2 separate regions of the Manis pentadactyla genome follow, and region 1 is linked to region 2. The links are chromatin contacts, called in public Hi-C maps. All regions are on one chromosome and are shown on one strand. The core of a region is the stretch at or near the end of the contact, and the rest is flanking DNA. Distances in the headings are between cores, read along the strand shown.

The links. Hi-C and Micro-C count contacts between places; a contact is called where the count stands out from the background.
Region 1: a contact with region 2 is called in a Hi-C map of fibroblasts, with 3 times the contacts expected there. The contact joins the promoter of ZNF597 here to the promoter of ZNF213 in region 2. A contact is called at or near these places in 2 of 3 Hi-C or Micro-C datasets (fibroblasts and skin fibroblasts).

Annotation. Positions count from the first base shown.
Region 1 is chr10:126,128,152-126,132,846 of mManPen7.hap1, reverse strand. ZNF597 (zinc finger protein 597) reads left to right here and starts at 3,103. Exons shown (of 6, transcript XM_057487692.1): 1 at 3,103-4,315; 2 at 4,318-4,404. The coding sequence starts at 4,162. NAA60 (N-alpha-acetyltransferase 60, NatF catalytic subunit) reads right to left here and starts at 2,931. Exons shown (of 7, transcript XR_005031785.2): 1 at 2,778-2,931.
Region 2 is chr10:125,849,777-125,854,500 of mManPen7.hap1, reverse strand. ZNF213 (zinc finger protein 213) reads right to left here and starts at 1,379. Exons shown (of 7, transcript XM_036920354.2): 1 at 1,120-1,379; 2 at 1-39.

The DNA.
Region 1 (4,695 bases), core at 1,854-4,353, 280 kb before region 2:
ATTCTAAGGGTACTGGGTTAAAAGTTGGCACTGAGGGGGTCTATTTTGGGGCAAAGTGGATGATCATTCTACTTATAATCTGAAGAGGCAGTTTAACATCTCTTATGTTGTCACACTCAAATGACTCATGACATAATTTTGGCATGTGTGGCCCCTTCTTGAGCAGGAAGTCCATCTCAGGTAAGGGGATAACAAGTCTGAAGTCCTGACCTGACAGGGCAGGGACCTGGCTCTCGTTTGCTGTTACCCCCCCTCTACCTGACCATCTCAGCTCAGTGCCAGGGCCTCCTTAGGGTGACGGTCACATGTCTGTCAGCCTCCGCAGTGACCCACTGAGAGCCATTGAGGACTGGTTCAACTACTGACACGGACCCCAAACCCCACTTCCTGCAGGAAGCCCGGGCCTGGGCGGACCCCCTTCCCATTGTTCCACAAGCACTGGGCAAACACCATAAGGTTCACAGCAGAACAGTAACCTACTGTATGCTCGCTGGGCTTTCAAACACGTAGGTCTCTCTTTAATCAGCAATAAGATATCTGGGCTTCAGATAACCCAAACTGGCCTGCCAGCCAGCTTCTATCAGAGGTCAAGCTAAAAAGAATGGTATTTAAGGAAGGAGGGCTGATCTGGAATTACCAAAGACACTCACAAACGCGTGCTACATCAAACTCAGCATCTGAACTTCGCCAGGAAGCCCTGGAGGCCCAGTGCTGCTTGCAGACCAGAACTGCACTTGAGAGCCCTGCACACAGACACAGGACGACAGACAAGGACCTGAGACGGAAACACTGTGAGGGCTTTGTGGATTCCTTCCAGGAAGAGTTGTTGAGGGGCGGCAATGACAAGAAGATGCAGAGCTGGCAGGGGTGGAGGGAGCCACCCTTTAAGAGAAGAAAGTGTCAATAAGCAGCCAGCTTTCTATTCAGGTAGGAGGGCTGTCACCAACAAAGGGAGACCTCTGGGCTCCTTCAGGAAAGACATGTACTGCTCTGCCCTCAGCCCTGAGGAGTCCTCTCCACATTGTATTCCCTGTGGTTGCTGCACTGTCCACCAGGTCTGAACACTCCGCAGGCTGCCAAGAACCAAACTGCTGCTAACAGGTCCACTGAGGGTTGGCAGGGCACCCAGTCATCAAGCACGGCTTACCCTGCCCCGTTCAGGTGTAAAGCACCTTGTATCACTCCAGTCTAACATCCAGGAATTTTCTGCCTTCCCAGGAAGAGGCATGCTGTTGCTAAGCAATTTCAACAAGTCATACCTGAAGTCTGTAAGTGGGTGTGGTTAAAATAAACACAGTGCCAGAGTCACTGTAAGTTACAACTGGGAGGGGCTCACGTAGGATACACAGATTTTTTTTTTTTAAGTGTCTGTATTTTTTTATGTGGTCTTTTAACCACACCATGTCTTGACTTGGTTACTTACAGGTTTCAATTGTCTTCATAGCAGCCTCGAGGGTCTGCAAGCTGAATGAGATGGGACTCCAGCACCGACGGCACAATGGAGGCAGCACTTGGGCCGACTGGCACATTAATTCTGATGGGTACAAAATCCCAGAAAGAGAGAGATGTGTGCACTGCCATGACTGCCATTTGTCCATTTGGAAGGTGACTGGGACTTACCTTTCAGCCACCCTTGAGTTTCCTCTAGCCTTTAATTCCATTTTCTCTGACCATAAGGCAATTCAGGGATTTTCATGAGAGCGAGTGAGTAAGCAAGCGAGCGGGCAAATTTGTTGTTGCCCTAGCACCTTCGAACTCAAGTGATGTTCGAGACTCCCCTTCGTCCCACCACGCAGGCTGAGTACTATTGGCCAAAGAACTCGCACTTGTCTCTATGTCACGAAGGGCTACAGGGATGTGGTATTTATGACCTACACTCAGGTAAGCATTAACTAGAGGTTTTCTGCTTTTAGTGCTGTGGTAAAACTTCTGCTACCGGCAATCTTCTCTCCAGTTCTGACAGTCCAATTAACAACCGCCCCAAGGGCAACAGGGAGCTACTGCGTGGGGCTGGTATGCTCTTCCATCAGGACAAACAAACAAAATCCTATGGTTCAAGGACTGGGCAGAGTGAAAGCAGATCAATGAAGCAGCCAATGTCCATGTTTACTGCAGAGTAAGTTCCTGCCTCATCTCCAGGCCTCCCGCTGGGCACACAGATATTTGATGTTGGCGGTCCACCAAAGGCCCACTGCCTCCCCGAAAAGTATCCCAGGGGGACAAGCCATAGAAGCTACACATTCCCTCCATTCCTTGGGAAGTGCCCAATTCGACGGAGGTCAGAGTTGGCGTAGGGTCTGCATGCCAGTCTGTAAATTATCAGAAAAGTAAGGGATTGATTTGTTTTAATACCAAAGCGTCCAGCTGAGGGAGCAGGACACGGGAACGACAGACAGAGCCCCAGGCTCTCGGGAGGTCACAGGAGGGCACACAAGCCGGCAAATACTCTCTGTGCAACAAGTACCAAAGCAGAGGTGGGGCCGGGCGAGGCGGCGGCAAATCGCTGAACTACGCGAAGGCCGGGTCCTCCACCTCGAGGGCGGCTCGGCGGGCTGCCCCCGGGCTCCAGATGTCCCCACCCGCTCGCCCTGGGGCCTGGCACGGGGGGCCCCAGACAAACGGCTGGTCCCCACCCAACGCTGGGAACCGCGCCCCCCGCACCTCGCGGTCCGGACCGCCGCCGCTCCTCACCCCGCGCCTCCCTCCGCGGCCGACTCGGGCCCGCGCTCCCCCTCACGGCCCGCTCGCCCACAGCAGGTCCGAACGAGGGGCCTCACCTTGGGCGGGAGCCGGCGGCAGCGGACGGCGTGGTGGGGCTCAGCGCATCCCGGGGCCGCCAGAGCCGGGAAGGGGCGCCACACGGAGCCCGCAGCGAGTTACGTAACCGGCAGGCGCCGCAGCCGGGACGGAGGCGGCGGCCCGCGGCACTTCCGCCTCTCGTGCCGGGGCCGCGGCCCAGGCCGGAAACCCATTGGCAGCCGGGCCCCGTGGGCACCGCCTCCCGACGCCGCCGACGCCGCCATCTTAGGAGAGGGCAGGCCGGCCGCGAGTCCCGCCCGCGGAGGGGCGTGTTCGCGGGCGGCAGCCGGGCGAGGCGGGGCTCCACGCTCCCGAGCTGGGTCTGCGTGGGCGCCGGCGGTGCGCACCTGGGTGGGGGGCTCGGGCTCCTGGAGCGACCTGAGCGCCCCCCGCACAGACGGGGAGGCTCAGAAACGAGGCTTGCTCACGGCCGCCCAGTGCTTGGCTGACGCTCCGCATTTGGGGTTGGCGCTTGGGCTTTAAGGTCGCCGGCGCCTAGCGGGAGTCGGGCCAGGGAAGCCTGGCCGGCCATCCGGCCAGGTGAGCATCCTACGCAGGATCTCATTTATCCTTGGCACAGCTGTTCTCCTTCGGTGCTACGTACTCCGGGTGAGACCAGGCTCCTCCCGCGTCCAAGTTCCGGTGGCTGCCTTCCGGCCTCCGCCCGCGCTCCTTCGTCAGGGGGCTTAGGCGTGCCGGTCGTGACGGGAGGGCTCTCGTTCCCCAAATGGAGAGCTGCTGTCTTCGTTCCTGGGTGAGGCGTGAGGAGAAATGGCTTAGCGAATTCTTCCTCTCAGAACCACCGCCTGGAAACAGCGCCCATCGGAGATGGCTATAACCGAGTACGCAAGGTGTCTGACATGCTGCCCAAACTTGACATTTCTGGGCTTCATTCCACTCCTGAATGAGCAAACAAAACCCTTTAATCACGCCAAAGTCTATTGACATCGAGCTGGTAAACTTAGGGAAGGATTAATAGGTCGGGATGTGATGCTACCTTGAGTTTAGCAATGAGCGTCATGCGGAAGGAGAGAGGGACCAGCAAAGGGAAGGATGTTGAGAGAACACTAGAAACCTTACCCATTCATGATTCTTCCTGGGCTGCTCGCTCTTTTTTCCCTAAGAGCATCCTTGCATAATGGTTTCCCTCCCTGGGCTGTCCCCTTATCTTTTCTCTTGTAGTAGTTTCTTCTAGAAGTCTCTTCTAGAACAACTCACAGTTACCGCCTTGATCCTTAAATATTATGTCCATTTTTACTATCTTCTTCCTAGTACCCACCACCAGCCCTTAGAATCCGCTTAGACCCCATCCCCAGCACACAGGACCCTTTTACACCAAGCCTTTTTTCTCCCTTGCATCTGATGTTTCTCTCTTCTCAGCCTTCCTCTACTAAGGGGATGGGCTTCTTGCCTCTTGTCCTGAGATGGGCTTTCATGTTGTTTCAGGGACCCATGCTGTTTGAGAATCTGGCTGTGTATTTTTCACAAGAGAAGTGTGTGAGTCTGTACCCTGCCCAGGGTCCTTCAGCAGAGACATCACACAGGAGTGTTTTGAGGATATGGCCTTGATGGATAAGGCCGTTTTTCCTGCATTCTGGAACTTTAGTCAGTTCTAGGATTAGGATTTCATGTCTAATTTACATGTTGGTATCAGCAAGTGGAACCTGTCCTTGGGTGATTTTTGTGGATATGATAACTTGCACAAGAGAGCAGTTTTCAAAGGATGAAATGATTTTTAAAAGACAACAAGCCTGTCTAGTACAGTGACTGTGGTTTTGCATGAGACATTGCAGTGCCTGGTAATCTTACCAAATATTTGTTATAGTCAATTCACAATTTTACTTGAAAAACCCCATTAGTATAAGTTACTTTCATTTGCTAAAGAGTGGAAATTGA
Region 2 (4,724 bases), core at 130-2,629:
TTCCCTGAGGCAGCTGGGTCAGCATCTGGACACACTCTCCTGGGGAAAGAGCAAAATAGCAGGAGGGGGACAGTATATGAGCAAACAGCAGCCTGGAGGGACATCCAGGAACTCCAGCTCCTGTCCTTTCCTGGACCTGAAAAGTGTGGCTTTCCAGTAATGCCTTGCTCACATGACTGTCTCGTACCTACACAGGCCCACAGCCCCTTATCCTCAGCTCTGAAATCCAAAACACCCAAGTTTTTACTACCTGACCTGCTGAAATGTGTATTTGTAATCTCCATTTATCACACTTAATGTAAATGTATGTTTTATGGCAGAGATATTAACATCTGTTCAGTTTGTAAATTCATTGAGCTGTACTTACCAGGGGGTATTTCTGTATGTGAAATACACTTCAATAAAAAAGCTAATTAATGCATTTGATATTGAGTTTTGCCCAGATTCTGATGGCTGGATTACCTGATATGACATGTGCTATCATCCTCAAATTTGAAAACTTCTGAATTTCAAAACACATCTAACCCCGGGGAGTGTCAGGGAAGGGCTCACAGACACCAACCTAAGCCATTTATCCACAGTTAGTATGACACGTATTTATACTTTGCTACTCTTCGTAACAGTTCTGAAGTGTATTTTGGAATTTTCTTTAATTGTTTCAACAAAAAAAGTGGCACAAACCATCATAACAAAAAAGGGGTAAACAATATACAAATTCATAAAAGAGAAACTCCCTTCCACCACTTGTACCCTCTGATGAACAGTCTGACATACAACCTCCCAGACTCTTGTGCATTTACTGAAACTGTATCTATGGAAACAAAAATAAAGTGTTGTGTGTGTGTTTTCACATGAGGTCTTACTGCACATAGTATTTTGAAATTTGCTTTTCCACCTAACAAGTCGTTGTTACGAGCCGTTCTGGGAGATTCCGCGGTGTGGATGTGTCCAATTTCTTAACCAATACCCAAGTGAGGCACTCAGGCTGTTTCCAGTCCTTCTCTACTACAGGCCACTTAATTTACTTTATTTACTTTATTATTCTACTCTCATAACACCCCTGGAAAGTATACACTCCATTCTCATCCTCCAGTGACTCGGAGAGGGCGAGCGACTCACCAGGGCGGCTCGGCCGGACGCGGCAGGCGAGAACGCGGAGCTGAGAGGCGGCTGGGCGGGCAGCGGGTGCAGGCGCCCCGGGCTCCCGCCGGCACTTCCCAGCGGCGCGCGCCCCGTTGGGCCTCTGCCTCGGGGCGCCGACACCGGCCGCCCGGCGCCCCGCACTTGACCTCAGACCCGGCGGCCCGCGTCGCCGGTCCCGCCTATGGGGTACCCACTACCCAGAGCCACCCATGCGTTCCCACTTCCGCCGCCAGGTTCCCGGTGCCGGAAGTTCGCGCGGGGCTCGCCGGGAAACGACACAGCGCAGGCGCTTCGGCAAATTCTCCATCTACACTCCTCAGAATGCTGTTCGCCCATTGACCCTGCCGTCTCTCTGACGGATGGCCAATGAGCCGGGAGAATTCCAGGGCTGGCCAATCAGAAGGCAGCGGCTCCAAGCGCGTCCGCAGTCGTCTCCGAGTTGCGGTGTACAGCTTAGACTGGAGCTGTGCTGTGCGCTTTTCAGCTGTTCTTGCGGACTTTTCTGCTCGTATGACCCGTGAGGGGAGGAAAGGGGAAACCAAGGCTGGCCTAGTGGGCAGAGACGGCGCCTGGCCCGGCCGCCAGTGGAGCGCCTGCTCTGCCGGGAGGGATGCAGTGGGGCGGGTCCTTCCTTCTGACATCGCCCTTTCCTCTGGAGAGGGTGGAGGGCCGAAGGAGCGGCCCAGGAGTTGGAGCTCGGCCCCGGGAGACTAGTTTCCAGCTTTCTGGGTTCCGCCCCCACCCAAGTCTGTATCCGCTCCTAGCGGGGCGTGGAGCTTCCCGGGAAATGCAGTCCAAGGAAGGGGCGCGGAGCCTACTGCGGCGATTCTTCGTCCCCGAGCGTCGGACGGGGTCTCCAACCCCGGCTTCCCCATCAACTTCGTTTGCGAGGCGGCGAGGGTCCCGTGACCGGGGAGAATCCAGACCAGGCGGGCCATGTCCGGAAAGCTCTAGGTTTTCTCCTTGTGATGCATTTTGACTTTGTTCCCACCCTCCCTACTTTCTCCTGGTCATGGAGATCTGAGACGCCAGATCTTTTTCTGAAATAGAGGCTTGCTTTATTTTGATTTGATTATGCAAGTATTGCATGTTTAGTGTAGAAAATAAGATTAAGAAAGTATGGAAAATTATAAAGGTATCCATATCCACAAGGCTAGTTCCCACTTGCCCTGTGCCCAAATGTCACTCCCTCAAAGTGACTTTCCTTAATCCTACGTAAACAGCTCCCCGCCCCCCACCACACCTGTGCCCTGTCATATTTTCCTTCCTGACATATTTGTGTAAAATTTGCCTCCCACTACCCAACTATAAGGTCCATAAAGTCAGACTGTTTTCACGGTCCTACTGCCAGCATCCAAAATTGTGACTCTCACAGTATCTTTGAGTAACTGAAAGTAAAAAATATTCCTAATTAGGCCACTCAGAAATAAGCACTATTTATAGTGTTTTTTCAGTTCTACATCTGTGCATATCCCTAATGTAAACCTGGAATCATTCTGTATGAGATACCTATCGGGGATATCTTTCCATTATAAATAAAATTCATCTGTTTTGTAAACTGTATAGTATTCCATAGTATGGACGTTCCGTGTTTTCTTTAAAGTCCCTTACTCTTGGACAGTTAGGTTGTTCCCATTTTTCTGTATTTGCAGAAAAATTGCAGATCTTTTCCACACACACCCTGCATTTGTTTGAACAACTTGCCGGAGGGCATGAGCCAAGACTGTTCTTTAACGACCGCTGAGATGGATGCTCCTGCCCACTCCTCGCCCCCTACTGGCCTCAGTGGAAAACTGCTCAGAGAAGAAGAAACTGAAAAGTTCCTATTTCCAGGTGCTGCCTTACTGCTGTTCTTCCAGCGCCCTCTGTTGGCAAAGATTAATATCAAGTTGGCTAGCAAAGCAGAAACTGTCTACAGGCTCCAATGTCAGGCAGTGTATTGGGGGTCTGAGAAACAATGAATTATAACTGGCACACCAACTATGTATTCTATTGGGCATTACTGGTAGATGAAAAATTATTTGAATGCAATCGTATTGAAATTGACCATCTCATTGCACTTCCCTTTACTTCTGACAGTGTTTTAGTTTTTCTAGTTACAAAACATAATGAAAAAAATAAAAATTTTCTTTCCAGAAAATGTATCTTCATTCCAAAATATGTACTAATTATTTTTTAGTCTCATAGCATTGTCCAGAACTCTCTAAAACAATGTTAAAAATTGAGGACAGCAGGCATCATGGTCTTGGATAATGAAAATACTTTTAATGATTTATGATTATGTATCTATTGTTCATCTCTGATATACATCCACTTGTATCAAGGAGCATCTATTCTCATTTGTAGTAGAAAGACTAGTGGTTCCCCAAAATCAGTTTTCCCCTTCTATGTAAGAATTTTTCATGGGCACATGGCCATTTAGAATAAAGACACTATTTTCCCTGCCTCCCCTGCAGCTAAGTATGCCAATGAGATATGAACAGACATGACATATGCATCTTACTAAAAAAGGATAGGTCATGTCTTCTATTCCATTATCCCCAACTGCCCACAGGAATTTGGACATAGTGGCATGGACCATGAAAAGTGACCCAGAGGTATCAAAGCAATAAGATGGAAGCTGCCTGGATTCCCAATGATTGTGGAGCTGTCAGACTAGCCCTAGATTCATTCCCAGGCAGTGGTGTGAAAGAGAAATAGATATCATGTTTAAACCACTGCTATTTTCAATTTCTGTTACCATAACTAGCACTACTGCCTACTAAGAGTTTTTTCATTATAAAATCAAAAAAATATTTATTTTTGTAATTTTTTCTATGGGATATTGGATATTCATAATTTCTATGTCTTCCTGACTTACTTTTGATAGCTTTTACTTTTCTAGGAGATCATGCCTTTCATCTACAATTTCACATGTATTAACATGAAGGTATACATAGTATTACTATTTGATTAAAATTTTAAAAATCAGCATGTGTGGTTAAGTCCTACTCCTTGTTTTGGGATCATGAGATGACATTTTAATGGCGGCAGAGCGTCAGGCCAGGAGGAGCCCGGGCCCATGTTGAGTCTGGATTAGGGCTGCCATACCCGTCCTGCCCTGGGACTCCAGCCTGCCTCCGGATGTCATCTTTAGAAACACACTGCTGTCTTAAGACCCAGTTGTTTTGAGTCTCTGTTATTTGTAGTTGAATTGAATCCTAACTGATTCACTACCTTATATGGTTGTTACAAGGTTTAAGCAAGAGAGAATACATGTGGGCTACTTAGCTCAATATTAACTCTCAGCCCACAGTAAGTGCTCAGTAAAGAGTGGTTAGTCCCAGGGAACCACGAAACACATGCCTACAGGAGCACAGGGAACATGAGAGGCTGCCAGAGCTGGGCCCTCTATGCATCTTTTCCACTCCCCACTAAAGATTTGAACCCAACATGCTCTGGCCAGTGGTCTGTTGGATTGTATTAATCTCCATGGCTAGCCTGCAACTTTGGTGGAACAGAAAAACCAGTGTGTCCGAGGAGGTGCCGGCCATGGAGTGCTGCCTTTGTGACCCAGGCAGGAAGCCTGCCTGGCCACGTCA